Regions from separate parts of the Mus musculus genome. Here region 2 is linked to region 1. Evidence: chromatin contacts called from public Hi-C data. All regions are on one chromosome and are shown on one strand. Each heading gives the region's core, a stretch centred on a gene start, on an enhancer-like site or on the middle of the called end of the contact. The rest is flanking DNA. Distances are from core to core; before and after follow the strand shown.

The links. A called contact is a pair of places that touch in the nucleus more often than the background predicts.
Region 2: a contact with region 1 is called in a Hi-C map of cortical neurons, with 3 times the contacts expected there. The contact joins two enhancer-like sites. A contact is called at or near these places in 1 of 484 Hi-C or Micro-C datasets (cortical neurons), 1 of 115 datasets of contacts at active chromatin or transcription factors (astrocytes) and 1 of 9 other capture datasets (embryonic stem cells).

Annotation. Positions count from the first base shown.
Region 1 is chr3:34,227,387-34,235,347 of GRCm38.p6, reverse strand. No RefSeq gene overlaps it. Among named protein-coding and RNA genes, the nearest start is that of Gm52623, 35 kb to the left of the region's middle. Within about 2 kb of position 2,892, at least 38 of the 459 cell types and tissues checked have an H3K27ac peak or open chromatin away from gene starts, as enhancers often do. A contact at or near this core is called in cortical neurons, where this site is marked.
Region 2 is chr3:35,229,728-35,237,688 of GRCm38.p6, reverse strand. No RefSeq gene overlaps it. Among named protein-coding and RNA genes, the nearest start is that of 1700017M07Rik, 42 kb to the left of the region's middle. Within about 2 kb of position 4,953, at least 16 of the 459 cell types and tissues checked have an H3K27ac peak or open chromatin away from gene starts, as enhancers often do. A contact at or near this core is called in cortical neurons, where this site is marked.

The DNA of each region.
Region 1 (7,961 bases), core at 1,643-4,142:
GTAATTAAGACCAGCAGCCTCCACCGTGCAGTGAGAGAGGCTAGGGGCTTTTAGAGACAGTTAGTTGGTTTATAGTAAAAACAGAAGAAAGCCAGGGAAAAAGAGAAAAGGCAATTACTGAGGCACACGTGTCAGTATTGGGGAGATGGCAAGGATGAAGACCTGAGTTCAATCCTCAGAACCCATAGTTAAGAAACTAGGTGTGGTGATATACCTATAGCCTATAGCTCCAGGGCTGGACAGACAGATGGGTGGATGCCTGGAGCGTGCTGGCCGAACAACCTAGCCAAACCATCAAGTTCCAGGCCTGTGGGACCCTATCTCCACCTGTGCGACCCTAACTCAACCAAAACAATGGAAGGTGACTGAGCAAAGACACCCAAGGTTGACTGCTGCCCCGCAAATGTGCAAGCATATGTCCACACGTCCACAGAAAACAAAAAGAATTACAGAAGCACGCCAAGTGAAAATATATATCCAGGGATTTCATAAAGTAGACTCTTGATTTCCTTATACTCCCAAGCAGGCGCTTATCAGGGTCTTTTTCCAGCTTCAAAAGCGACAGAGGCATTCTACCAGGTGCCACTTCCCTATGTCCTCTAACTTTTCTTTTATTCATGATAACCTCTAAGAAGGCTTTCGTGTGCTCATGGGAGGAGACTTTCTTAAAAAGGCTTGTTAAAATCCCATTTGTGTTACAAACGGTACGGCCTCAGGCAAAGGACCTCACACTCAGCCTAGGAACGCCACCCCTGAAGAGGCGGACAGAGCAAACACATCCATCCACACTGTTCAGCTACACACAGTGTAGGTTCTGCCTGTCAAACAGCAAGAACTGTCCCAAATACGCAGTCACCAGAGGGTATACTTGGCGATATTTTCATGCTTTATCTTTTCACACAAGAAATCTAAGACTGAGAACAATACAAGAGTAAAGGGGAGTCTGAGTCCAAATGCACTATAAACGCTGAATCCCATTAGTGTCTCCGGAGTCACGGGTCAAATGTCCTGTTAAAAGCCCTGAGCTGTAAAGGCTCTTGTGTGTTGCCACCTGCACCGAGGGTTTCTTAGTTCTTTTTGCTTCTTTTGCTATTTCCACTGGATCTTCCTTACAAATGCACTAGGCTGTGGGATCCTGCGATGTTGGGTCTCTCTTACTCTCTTGCTTGCAGCAGAGACTCTAATTTTGTTGCAGCTCTTGCCTTGGATGTGTCGATAGATGGGTACTCAGCTCTGATTAGTGTTTATGACGCGGGCATGTGCCAGTCTAAACAAAGCTAGTCATTCTATAGGACAGCAGTGGGACACTATGAACGGGGTAAAGCTAGTTCTACATAAGAGCTCACAAAACACAAGAAAAGGGTGTCATTTCCCAATGCCAGTTCTACTGTTCTCTTAGAATATTTTATTATTATTTTTATTTGTGTGTCCAAATGTGTGTGTATGCATGTGCATGCACGTGTACATATGTGTATGTATAAATGTATGCCTCTCGTGTATGCGTCTGGCTATGGAGGTCAGGAGAGAGCACGGGATGCCCTGGAGCTGGGCTTATAGGCAACTGTCAGCCATCCAACATGAGTGCTGGGAACTGAACCTTCCAGGTTCTCTGGAAGGACAACAAGTGTTCCTAACCACTGAGCTTGCCTATCCCTTACCATTCTACTAACTAAAGGCCATGTTTTGTTGCTGGTGTGAGGAAAGATTTTGGACTTGGGAGGAGTCAAGCTCAGCATTCAGCTCCTAAGGCAGGCTCAGTACTTCAGTACCCCATGCAGGCTCAGTACCTCAGTACCCCAAGCAGGCTTAGTACCTCAGTACCCCATGCAGGCTCAGTACCTCAGTACCCCATGCAGGCTCAGTACCTCAGTACCTCATGCAGGCTCAGTACCTCAGTACCCCATGCAGGCTCAGTACCTCAGTACCCCATGCAGGCTCAGTACCTCAGTACCTCATGCAGGCTCAGTACCTCAGTACCCCATGCAGGCTCAGTACCTCAGTACCCCATGCAGGCTCAGTACCTCAGTACCCCATGCAGAGAGCTCTGAATGTGAGCCTGTGTTCTTATAATGAAAGACTGTTTCACCTCATAGGTAGAGGAGCAATGTGAAGACCTGGGTATGGTGCAGGTATAGAGTCAGGGCTTAGGAGACTCTGGAAGCATTACTAATAAAATAAAATAAATAAAAATCCATATTTCCAGAAGCCAAGAATCAACCTTATTTTAGGCAACATGTTCTCGGGCATGAGAACTCAGAAGTGAGTCAGGAGATGGGGTTCTATTTTGGGCTCAAGAACTTTAGTCACAGGAACTAGCAATTTCCCTGAGACTCTGTGCCATGATTGTAAAAGAGGGTTCTTGTCTGTTTATCTGCATGCATATACAGGATATAACCTTTGTAAGTAAGAATAAAGCACATAAAAAATACTTTCAGTAATATTGTCCAAACCACTTTCTCTGTTGTCTACTTTCCTTAAATTCTGTCACCTGTCAAGTTGCCAACAGCTCTGCCTAGTGAATAACCATTCACAGCTATGGAACCCTCCTACCTTGTTTCCTAGAGTTACCAGGAAACCTGAAGTCCTGGAGTGCTTCTGACCAAGTCCCCCTGGCTCTGTCTCTTCCCTGTGCTTTCCTGTACATAGTGAAAGGAACAGAGAGACAGAATGGTTTCCGGGCTTTCCTTGTGAAGCCATGCTCGGAAATGGATTTGCTGGGGTCTGGTGAGACAACACAAACTCAATTCTAGCTCCAACACTGAAGCTTCCTCTCAATGGAAGCAATCAGTTAGTCCTTTCTGCCATGCTTTCCCTTCCCTGTCCCTGGCTACGGCTGAGCGCTTGCTGGAAGTGCTTGCTGGGAGGTTTTGAAGACCGTCCTTCCTGGTAGAGCTTTTCTTTGGTAACAAAGTTGGTACAGAACCCCTAATAGTCAGACATGATTAAGACCTTTGGAAGCAATTCTTCAAAAGCTAACGAACTCATGTACTGACTTCATTTAGACATTGCAAGATTTCAGGACTCTCTGCTGCCGAATGAGAGTCATCCCTCCCCACACTGAGCTCTGCCTGTCCCTCTGCTGTCTCTGTCCATTTAGCTGAGTGGTATCTTCCGACAGGGCATGTGGCCAGAGAAACAGAAACGGTGCAAAGACACCAATGTCACAAGCCACAGGAATAAAAAGAGACTTGAGCAGTCTGCATAGAAGCCAGCTCTGTGCTGGAGGAGCCATCACACAGCTGTGGCAACTCTGTCATTTTTTTTTATTTGCCTACAGTGACACCTGCTGGAAACAAAAATAAATCTAAGTTTTAAAATACAAAAGCAAGCTTTGAGAACCATCAGCCATATATCATCTTTGTCTTCATCTTCATCATTGTTGTCATCATCATCACTTTGACTAAAACTACATTCCTTAAACATCGATTTGACTCAGGGTTTTGCTTTGGAAGTTCCTTTTTGTACAAGCTGAGAAGCTAAAGGTACTTTCAGCTCGATGACGTCATCATTTTCCTTGGGACCAAGAAGCTGGAATTCACACCCTTACGATGCATGCTGGTTCTAGGAGGAAGCCTTTATAAGCAGTTTGATTGTGTTATATAGCCTTCTGAAATGGTGCGTTAAAGCATGGCGTATTGACTACAGTGTGTGGGAAGGGATTTTGGAACTCTAAGATAATATCAAGATAGCTCTCAGTGGTTGAAATATTTAACAGGAACATATTCATAAGAAGTGCAGTTGCACAAAACCATCTTGTCCTTGGGTTTTGGGCTTCATGTTTAAAGCATGTTCACAGTGCCCACTACTCTGCATATTGAACAACCAATTGGAGCACCTACAGATTACCATTGATTTCAACATTAACTAGGCACACTCAGGATTTCCACAATCATGTGACACAGGGGGGGATTTGAACACTTAATTAAGATCCATTGTCGTCTTTAGAATTCACGAAAGTTCCCATCAACCAAGAAAGCACAAACATCCAGATGGTGCCACCTTTCATCGAGGATTCTCACCCCATGATTTGGCATTTACAGTTATTATTAATACAGGGCACATTTACAGAACAAGATAAAGATATCATCTTTGAAGTGGAAACTTAAAGGGTTCTCTGGAAAGTCAGTTGTGTCGAATGGTGTTTTGCTGGGGCAAGCTCGTGAAGGAACTTTCCATTAAAGTGGACACAGGAGTGAAAAACTAAGGCAGGCTCATGAGGGAATGCTTGGCTGAAGCAGACACAGAAGAGAGGATGTTCTGCTAAAGCAGGCATATGCAAGGACACATGACGAAGAATTCTTTGCTAATGACATGCATGTATTGGGCTACCTTACATCACATAGTTGATCTGCATTTGTCAGGACTCCATAGAGAGAAATGCACCAAAAACTTCTGGTGGTGTGCTGCAGTTTCTTGCTGACTCTGCAGACTCGGGCTGAGATAGACACTTGTGCTGAGACAAGACATGTGCTGAGGCAAGGCTCACGGAGGACACATGATGTTCAGAGAGAAGATAAAAGGACTTAATGGGCAGTGATGGAGGCTGCGCTTGGCTTGCTTATAGAGCTAGCTGTGCAACAATTCTGAGCCTGGAGTCTATGCTGATTTTCCCTTCCCTGAGAGAGGCACAGCCAAGAACTCCTGTGTTCCTTCTGGTCCCTCCTGCTGACTTGTCTCTCGCTGTCTCTGCAGGCAGTCTCACCGCTGTTGCTAACCCAACTCTGTTGAACTGGACTGCTGGTGTATCCATGAAGTACTTGCTAGTGGATTGAGCTGTTGCTGCTGCTAACCTGTGAACGGAACTGTTGATTTCCAACAATACAGATGGGAGTTGCTCCAAAGGACCATTCTACTGGTCTACTTCCTCCATATTCTTTCTGGTGGGTGGTGGGCTAAAGGGGAGGTTAAAGCATTTAAGAACCATGGTTAAAAAACAGGTTCTGGAAAAAATTAAAGTTATACATCTGATTCAGAGTTTGGTCCCTTTGCGAGTTTCAGTTTCTTCCATTAATTTTTTTTCTAGCTTAAGACTTGTTGTTAAAGTCCAGTTCCTGCCTGATACAACTCTACAGAACATTTTGAAAGTTAATGTTATACAGTCTGGCCTGGCCACTGTGACTGCACCTCCACTAAGAGTGCCCACCAGCACTGGGCAATGGTATTACTTGTTAATTACATCAATACAAGGCAGTTGTTTCAATCCCCAGCTGCTGAGATGAAACACAGGTTCCGGCAGCTCCATCCTACGGCATCCTCCATCTTTCCTACCTCAGCACGTTGGCTCTTCTGAGGGTGTCTTTGTTTAGAAGTTAAACCTTACAGAGAAATAATTTTTCCTATATATTTATGCCCATATTCATCTATCCTCTCACTCCTTCCAATGGCATCTTTATAAATCAGTGGGTAGAAGAGATGACAGTGTAGCTACTACCTCTTCACAAAACACCTGAACAGTGACTGCGGTCCACTCCCGCAAGGAATGCTGAGTATAACTTCCACAGCTGAGCACAGTGAGCTTTCAGCTCTGCACTATTCTGCTGGGCTGTGATGGCTTGTACATCAGTGCACTGATGGAATCAACTACAGTTATTGGGCTATTTGTCTGGGTGATAAGGTTAGAGCCTTTATAATGCTAACCCTAGTTAGTGATGGGTTACTAGCCTCATATAGAATCAAGAGAGTGCCATGACCTCTACCATGTGAGGATAGAGATGGAAACCACCATCTTAGGAGCAGGAAACTGGCCCTCTCTACACACTGAATTTCCTAAAACCTTAATCTTGGACATCATGACCAAGAAACTCTTGCTGCTTCTAAGCAATCTAGTTATGACATTTTATCACAGCACTCAGGAGTAACGTAAGATGAGGAGCTATGACTAACTTTAAAATGTAGTATTTCACTCAAAAGCTACCTGCGCTTTGTGTCCACTTGATCTCACAATGGCTCTGACTGTTCCCTCCTGGCTCCTGGGATTAGACTTTTTGAGAGGTAGATTTTCCTGGGTTTTTTCACACTACAGGAAAAGGTGTTTAGCACAACAAATAGATCCCCTCCCCAGACCCAAGCATCACTAGAGACCTCAGGCAGGCTCAGAGCACCACACATAGAACCTAGACGAAATGTGTATGTATACCTTTAAAGGGAAGCTAATTCCATCGGTGCTCTTGAGAGCATGGGGCTGAACTCAGTGTCCACGTTTCCATTTGTACTTGATTAATTTTACATTTCTATTTACATCCATAAATTGTATGGTAGATATTAGAGAAAGACTGATTTGATATTCAATTTACTAGCATACTAAAAAAAAAAAAAAAAAAACCTGAAATTGTTAGCAAACTGCATTAAAAAAAACACTTATCTCATTCTTAAGCATTCTTGCAGGGCCACCCTCTGTGAGCACCTCTGCTCATTTAGGGATATCTGGGTCTGTAGTCTGGGAGTATTTATAGTGTTCGGTTATCATTCTCTTTGAAGTGACATCTTAGAAGGGGGCTGTCCCATCATCTCAAGGACTGCATTCATTTTACTCCCCACTGCAGACCCATCTTCTAGCTATGATTGACTATTTATTATATTCCTGGAAGGTATGTTTTGGATATTGTTACTGTTATTTTTATCTTGGCCTTGCTTGAACTACATTAGTTTGTTCTCTGCCCATGGCTCAAGAGCCCCTTGCCTAGTACATCTGAAACACCACCCACACCATGTACTAGACATCCCCGTAAGGAACTCACAGCACACCCAGCACACCATAGCTTATAATAAGCACCGAGAAACCCATAAGACAGTGGACATAGCATACCTCATACAAGATACCAGCGTACACCACGGTATACCCAGCACACCATAGCTTGTACTAGACACCTAGAAACCCATAGGACAGTGGACACAATATAGTACATACAATACAATATACATCAGTGTATACCACAATGCTCCCAGAAAACCATAGCTTGTATTAGATGCTGATGTAGAAACTCACACCACAGCAGGCAATTCTGCATCAAACTGTTAAGTAGCCATTACATTCTAAAAATAATAATAATAATAATTTCCTATATTAACGCTATCTATATAAATCATATTAGATTTATAATTTATTTGTACTTAATATGTTTACTTGCTTCTGTTCATAGTTTTTTTTTTTTAAGCCTGCAAGTACAGAGAATTTACATCACTTTTTTTCTTGTGTTGGAGCAACCTAATAAACATCACTTAAGTCAACGCTCAAGTGTACATCGTAGCTTTCTTCCTTTGAGCCAGCCTGGCCCATGGACAGGAGCTGGAACACTTTGTGATGAGCCTCAGAGGCGTGAAGTTCTGACACTGCCAGAGGGTATGGGACCCCTATGCATCAGATGGAGGTGACTTCTTGAGGCCTTCAGTGGGACATGCTCCAAAGACAGCAAGCACAGTATGCCATGCCTGTGACGGAGGCTTTTATTGTAGCACTAGCTTTAGTTAGATAAGCCAAACAGATGTGCAGCTGAGCACACAGGTCTGACTGGGAGCTGTGCACTGTGGGAAGAACAGCTCTGCACCCTGAATAAAATGGGCAAGGGTTGAGGACAACAGTGACACTGATGTGGGGGAGGAGTTACACAAAAGATAAAGAGGAATGCTAATGTAAATATAGCTTTGTTTAAGAGATTGAAAAACTAATAAAGAAACTTGTCTCTTGGGGAGAAGAAAAGAAAAAAGTGAAGGACCCAGAGAGATGAAGACCCTCCAGTTAATGAAGTGTCGAATCAATGTCGTTTTGAAATCGGAATCAAATGAATAACAATATTCTGCATAATTAAAATAAATTAAATGAGGGAAAACAGTTCATAAAAATCAAAGCAAATAAAAATAGGTGGACTAAACTGAACATTAATATGGTGGCCTAACCACAGAGAACATAAACACTGGCATAATGCCTTTAATGGGGCAGGAGAGATGGCTCAGCAGTTAGGAGC
Region 2 (7,961 bases), core at 3,704-6,203, 1.0 Mb before region 1:
TGCATGGCTGGAACAAATCCCTCACTCTCCCATTAGCTCGCCCTGCCTTGCCTTGGTTTTACTGCATGGGCTGCCAAGCTACTTGTGTGTCTCTAAGACGGCAGAGAAAAATTAGACTGCACCTAACTCTGTTTGCCCTGTGGAGGAGACATTCCAGGAATGACTCTTGAAAACCCTTGTGTATACTCATTGAAGAATTTACAAGTGCTGGGAAAGACTTTTGACATTTAATAGGAAAACAGGTGAAAACCTATCGAGTACAAACGCAATGTTCTTTGTAATCTATGTTTCTCATTCCGTTGTCAGACTTCTGAATTTGTAAGCACCTTTGTCCACTTGAAACTTCAGTTAGTTATTGGTGTGTCTGACTGCCCCATAAAACTGAGAATTCACACAAATATTTGCTTCCTCTAAAACCCCATCCCAGACCAAGTATAGAACATGGATGCCTAATTTCATCTTATTTCTAAAATTATATTAGGGGCCTGATACAGCAGCTCACTGATTAAGAGCACCTGCTGCTTATAGAGGGGCAAAGTTTGGTTCCCTGAACACATATGGTAACTCATAATTGTGTGTGATGCCTGTCCTGGGAAATCTGACTTTCTTTTCTAGCCTCTGAGAGCAGCAGGTATGGACCTGGTACACATCAGTACCTGTAGGCAAACACTCATACACAAAACAATAAAAATCAACAAATCGTTAAAAGTATATTAATTTTAAGGAAAGAACTATTCCTTGAAATTGCAGAGTGATGCAGGGATTGTCTGGAGAACCGGAAAGAAGCCCACATGTTAGTGACACTGAGTGAGTTAAACAGGTCCCCTAAGACAGACCCCAAGGACTGTCTGGCTCAACCCCTTCGCTTTTCACATTAGTGAACTTAACATGCCTACAACCTTTCAAGCTAAGTATCTACAGTGTCATCCCAGGATGACCTTGTTCCTAGTTACAGGCACGACCAGTGCTTCGTGCGCCTTTGTGATAATGTAAGGAAGGTTCTTAAATATACCCGCAGCCCATAGCTGCAGTGGCAGAATTGAATGTTCTGTAGCTCTTTGGAAACCTCACCATGGAAACAAAGGACCGGTGCCTTCAGCTTGTGCTTCCAAGCTCTTCCTCTAGAGCAGATAAATTGAGGCTCCTGCAGGCCTGGGCTCTGTCAGGTGAAACTTTAAATTTCTAAGGACTGATTCCTCCTGGCAGGACACTGAAAAGCGATTCCCTGCTAGTTGGGAATACAGTCTGTCCCAATTCTCTCAGACGACCCTTTGAAAACCTTGATGGAGAGAAAAAAAAAATCATTCCCAGCCTCCTGGACTCTTTGATGGTCTGAAGAAATGTTACTTCTTGTAGCTAATAGACAATTGCTGCTTAGAGAATCTGTCTAGGTGCTGAGCCTTAATACAGAGAACAAAGAAGATGTAAAAAAAAAAAAAAAAAAAAAAAAGGCAAGACGTGTATTTTTTAGCATAATAGAGAATACTCCTATGGCCAGACCATAATCATGCTAGAAAGTCAACTGTGATTCCCAGAAGTATTTTTTGCTGTGTAAACTGAGGGTGTGGAGTTTGGTTCTAAAGACTTTAACAGTTGCTAGATAGTGGCTAAAGGGGTGAGGCTGGGCAAGTAAGGGGCTTATTTCAGTCTTATTTTCAAGCTGACGCAGCATATTTTAAGTGGCTGGTGTTTGGTTTCCTCTTCAGCAGCATCTGTCCGGTGCTCTGCCATGTGTCCTCAAACTCTTAGTAATTTAGTAGCAGGTTGGGAATGGCCGATGTGTAAAACGAGACTCTGTTACTATAGGGACAATGACCCCCCTCTTATTTTAAATTACCACGCTGGCAGAAGGTGACATTTTGCTCCAGGGCTCTGGAGGGAAATGAAGTTATAAATTACATCATACATGTGAACTTGTTGAATTCTCTAGTCCTCCAGAGTCTATTCTTAGAATACTGGCTGATCAGGGACCGCTGGGTTCTAATCAACTCTACATGAGAGACGACAATTTTACATTTGTGCAAAAGAAAAATAGGATGATTCTCGTGACCAAGTGTACCTGCTTGTGTTCTGTGCTTCTGTGGGACTCAGCATCTCCACAGTGCTGCTTGGCCAGTTCTTTTTTTCTCTTTTGAGCCATATTATTAGTTGTTATTATCCATCTCCAGAGCTGAATAAAATGCAAAGTATAAAACAGATGAACTCCAGATTTAACGGTGGGCATATGACCTGGTTCTTTTCCCATCTTGCCTGCTTTGTATTGGCCTTAAAGCACATCAGTGAGTGTGTCTCTCCAAATTGTTTAAAGAAAGGCTTGCCTATAAAATCTAGGACAGCAACCAGATGAGCTTCCACACGTACTGTACTTATAAAAACCACCAGGACATCTTCACAGATACAACCTACAGATATTCTCTAGCCTTTACGACTGCAGGGTTGGGGTTGGAACCTCTGCCTATAAAATCCACACAGGACACCACATCCACACTTGATTCATTTAGATCTTGAAAACGAGAGTATTGCTGCCTTTTCTGGTTGTTACATGTTTGCTTCTGAACATGTCTGTGTTCCAGTTACAAAACAATGCTTGATTCAGACCCAATGAGGACCAGTGAGAGTGACACACAGGCCATGTAGCATATTTCTTCCAGTACTAACCTGCAAGAGAATTTGTCACTTCTGAATCGCATAGTTCTAATTCAAGCATTTTGGAGTCCTATAGGTGTTCAGGGGACACTGAGACTCTGGAAGGCACATTAACTTTTAATTTTGAGAAAAGTTCATCATTTGTCAGTCATTTATAAAAACCCTGATAAATAATATGAATATTATTTCCTGGATATTAATTGAGTAAAGGGAGAAGAGATTAAAAATACTGTAACTAGCTTAAAAAAAAACTGAGACAGTCCTTTGCATCAATGGGTCTTGCTATTGGACTTCAATGTTTTCTGAAAAGCTTAGTTATATCTCAACATATGTTTACTCTGAGTGGGCTGAGTGAGGAGGGAGGTCTTGGCAACATGGAGATGAGAGAAAAGATTGAATGGGCAAGAACAATACCACAGGATGTGACACAGGGTCAGACCTGGGCCTCTTCTTTAGACTCCTTCCGTGCTCATCCCTCTCTTATGAGGTTCTTCAGTCTTACCCTCTCTTTGAGGAGTCTTAGAATGCATGTATGCCAGTGAGTTGAGAGTTCACTTGTAGTCATGTGATGGTCTTGGATAAAGCACAGAAGCAACCATGTCTCCCCCCACCCCCTACGCCCCCCCACCCCGGCACACCATCCCATTTTTGAGGGGCTGCAATAAACTTGAATAGTAACTTGTGCAGTAAAATACCACCCAGGAGACAAACTGCCACAACTCAACAGCCAGTTAATCATTGTTCTGTACATGCCCATGTGTCCTTTTAAAAGCATGCATTCCTTGCCCTATTGCTGAATGCTTTCAAGAGGGAGCTGAATGGACACTGGCCAGCGCTGGCGACAGAAGCCTAAGCATCTTGGGGTGAGATAGTTATGACATTGGACCGTGTTAAATTCCCTGTAGGTCCACATCATAGATTGCGTTACACCCCTTATAGGATTAAATCCTCGCCACCGGGAGAATCTAGTGGAAGAAGGTGCATTAATGATGTCTCTTGTCACTGGGACAGGCCTCTGACAGAGGCAAATTGAGGAAGAAGAGGTTTACACAGTCCACCATGGTGGAAGCATGATCCTATCAGGAATTCAGGCCACCATTGAGCAGGGCATGCAGAGCCAGCCTGTGACCCTCAACCTCTTGTCATCCTGATTCTGCCACTTGGACTTCATGTCCTCACTACTCCAAAGCCTGCTGTCACATCACCATTATCTGGGCATCAAGTGTTTAAACATAGGAACTTGTTGGGGACAGGGATGTGGGCCTTTCACACCCAAACCATAAAAGATGACACCTAACTTTGACAGTACAAGTATCAAAACCTCAACCATGCTTTTGAGAGAAATACCTCTGATCAATGAATCGTGAGCATGTCTAGTTTTCTGTAGAGGAGTGCTCTAGCACTTCCAGCTAGTTGCACTTTCGAGTGAGGAAGCTGACTCTAACGTGCATGTCTATGGGACTGTTTTCATATCCCTGAACCCACACAGTTCATGACTAACTGTGAAGAGATGTGAGATAGTTAAGACCACAGCTCATCGCCAGCCGCACGTGTAGAAGGTGACTCCATACGTGTGAACAGTGTCTCTTAAAACACAGACACTTAGGTTTGTATAAGACAGTCTGTTTCTGTAACTATTACTAAAAGCTATGGCAGAATGGATATCTGGTCTCTCTCCACTGATAATACAATCCCTCTGAAAATGCCATGGTTTGGAGCAGACTTTAAATCAGAAACTTGGGCCCAGGCTGGTGTCTGCTGCTGGCCAATAGCAGGATCATTGCTGGGGCTCATGATGAGGCCCAGGATGTGCCTAAGTTACTTGAACTGCTCTTGGCCTGTATCTGTGTCTTGCCTCTGACAAGAGAAGATGCTGCCTTTAATCCAGACTGCTCAGCTGTTGGCAGTTTGGCATTGCCCCCTCTCAGAAATGAAGATATAAGACTTAAGGTATTTCTGAGGAATGCTAAATAATTGTTAGAATCAGTCTGAGTTCTGCATAAACCTGCACACATTTTGGGAGTGAAAACAAAGGGCTATTCATGTCCCTCATCCCTTGCCAGATGGGGTGTGTGTAAGCTTATTAGAATTTGCTTATATATCTTAGTATAGCGACTTAAGCCTTAAGAATATAACACCCTGAAATGCTTTCAATTTCAAGAGGGTTTTACCAGTCTTGTTTTCTTTTCAGGCTGTGATGCAGTCTGAACAATATAGGTGGGCAAGTGATTCTTCCAGCCTTGTGCTTGGCAAGGGGGAATTAAAATACAAGGCTTACAGATTGTACAGACTAATATAGCAACAAAGTGAGCCAGCAGGAAGCACCAAGCTGGTATTCTCCTGGGGCCAGCAATCAGAGTGAATGGTGCATCACTGTGCTCTGTTAATTTTAGCAAATGAAAGTAAGCTTAAAAAAAAAAAAAAGAGGTAGAAAGACTGTTCCCAGAGTGAGTCAAATAAACCATTTGCCAAGTCATCAAGCAAGAGGTGTGGATGGGCAAGCAGACTCCAGCCACGTTCTGTGCTTTGTTACATGGGACATGCAGACCCTAGCAATAATGTAGCAACTGCCATAAAATACAGGCTAGCCTTTACCAGACAGAGCAAATTCACATGTTTCTTATTGCATTGACTTCTGGGAACCCCCTGGCAATCTTAGCATTCAGTATCAGAAACAATAGCTCTCTAGCCTCTGGGCACAATAATGCCTGCCCCTAGTTCTGCTTCAATATGGTTAGTTTCTTAAAATTCTGTAAAATTGTAAGTCCTCAAATGCTTCGTGAAAACAAAAAAGGTGAAATTGTGTTAAATGCCATTTAAGTAACTTCTTATGTGTTTCAAAATCGAGATTTAAAGAAAAATCTAGAAACTCGGGCTGTTTGGATTGTACAGATAGCTGTGAGACCAACGTCTGGGGGAATCGGGCTGTGTGGGACCAGAACTGATGCAAAGACCAAGTTCATTATTCTGTAGGAACACAAAGCAGTTCTTCTTGAACCTCTCATGTTTGCCGTCATGTGTTGGCATCAATATGCCACAGATCTAATACCCACAGATCTAATACCTGTGTCAATGCAACCTCTTTGAGGCACCTTCCCTCTGCATACCCCGCCCACTTGCCCGCCCACTGTCATGGCTGAACACCAACTGCGGCTTGGTGCTTTCAGCTCAGAGCACAGCACACTCTCCATTCACAAACATTGTCCCAGGCCTTGCTGTTCCTCTCAGCTCATCTCCTCACCTGTCTCTTAGACCAGTGGTTCTCGACTGTGGGCCGTGTACATTATGACTCATAACAGTAGCAAAATTGCAGTTATGACATGCAACGAAAATAATTTTGTGCCTGGGGGGGGGGGTGTCATCACGGCATGAAGAATGTCAAAGAGTCACAGCATTAGGAAGACTGAGAATCACTGTCTTAGACCAGTGTGTGTGTGTGTGTGTGTGTGTGTGTGTGTGTGTGTGTGTGTGTGTGTGTTTGTGTGTGTGTGTGAGAGATATTGTCTACTTTGCCCCTTGAGAGGGTCTCTAACTCACCATTTGGACTAAGCTGCTGACCAGAGAGCCTCAGAGATCTGTCTCTAGCTTTGCATTCATGAAATTCCAAGTGAGTACCGTCATGTGCAGGTTTTCATGCAGGCTCTTATGATTGGATGCAGGTACTCGTCTGTCTCCCCAGATGCTGCTATTGCTCAATCTACATACCATAATCACCAGGACCAAACAGTAAATGGTGAGACCTAAACCTCACTGCCAGAAGTTCTGACGCTTGGTATGAATGGCCTCATTGTGGAGCTATAAGTTTGGCCAGGTTTTGGCCTATGATTGTCCAGAATTCCTCGGAGAGTTATGTAGGAAAGTTCCTGTCTTTTTCTGTTCCTCAGTTACCATTTGCTCTTTCATTCCAGCTGTGTTCCAGGGGCACTGTTTCAGAGCTGTCCCAGATACTTCATCCATGATAATAAAACACAACTCTGTTTTATTTTACATCTAGCAAGAGATGATTCTGGTCATGACTCTGAGGCTGGGAGCCATATCCTCATGGTACCCAGAATCCTTTGCACAAAGAGGTACTAATAGAGGGAAGGATCTTTGTTTACCATTTCTGTGTTTTGTGTATATGCCTACAGTGAATAGTCATGAGAGCTTCAAACTTAATAGTTTGAAGGCACAGTTCTCATCAAATGTCGCTCAGTGGGTGATTAGTAGATGCATTTCTCTGTGAGTGTGCACTTTCATTTCAGTCATACATACCTTCAGACACTCTCGCTCTGGAGCCTGTGCAAGCCTTAATGACAGATTAAAGAATGAGTGTGACATACTTTGGGTCCCCTATGCTAAGTTCAAAAATATTTATTTATTCATGGTATTTTGTGTGTATGTGAGTATGCGTTTCTGGATGGTGTATGCTTGCCTGGGTGTGGAGGCCTCAGGAAGATGTTAGATGCTCTCTACCTTATTCCTGGGACTCTCAGTAAATATGGAGCTGCGTTGTCGGTTAGAAAGCCCACATAACTTCTTTTATCTGCCTACCACAGCACCAGAGCTTCATGGGATATGACTATGTCCAGAGTTGCATGTATCTGTGACTGTGGCTTTTACGTGGGTACTGGAGATATGAGTCCAGGCTCTCATGCTTGAGAAACATGCACTCTTACCCAGGGAGCCATTACTTCAGCTCCCAAACGGTTTCAAAAATAGCAAATATTTAATGAAACCAAAAAACACACACCTCTCTCTCCTGGACAGCTTTATTGAGTTTGTCTTTATTACTGGTATATTTTCCTCCATGTCTTTCCTCCAGATCACTTTATAGGGTTAACTAGGCAAGAGTTTTTCACACCATTGACTATGAGCAGAACAGTTTCCAGAGAAAAGCAGGAGACTGTAACCTGACATGGTCATCTGTCCTGGAGCAGGGCTTTAATCCAATGTTGATTTCTGGTAGATATTTTCACCAAATATATCCACATGGAAACGTTACCACCCTACCCCTACCCCCATGAGACACCAGAAGAAAGTACTAGAATATCTTTTGTATTGTTCCCTAAGAACCAACACATCCTTAAACTTGGCCTGTAGCTTCAAAGGTGTGGTGAGTTATTTAGGTTAATCTGAGAAATGAGAAGGAAATGGAGCCTCCCCCTTTGTCTCTGATGCCATGTGTGAGGGGCTGATGCTTGCACACTGGTGTCACTTTGCTAGGATGGAAACAGCGTGCTCCTGAGATGTGATTGATACTACCAGAGGCTTCTGCAAATCAAGTGGGTGCTTTATAGCAGCTCCGATGGCAGCACCTTCTCCTGTGCCCCCGA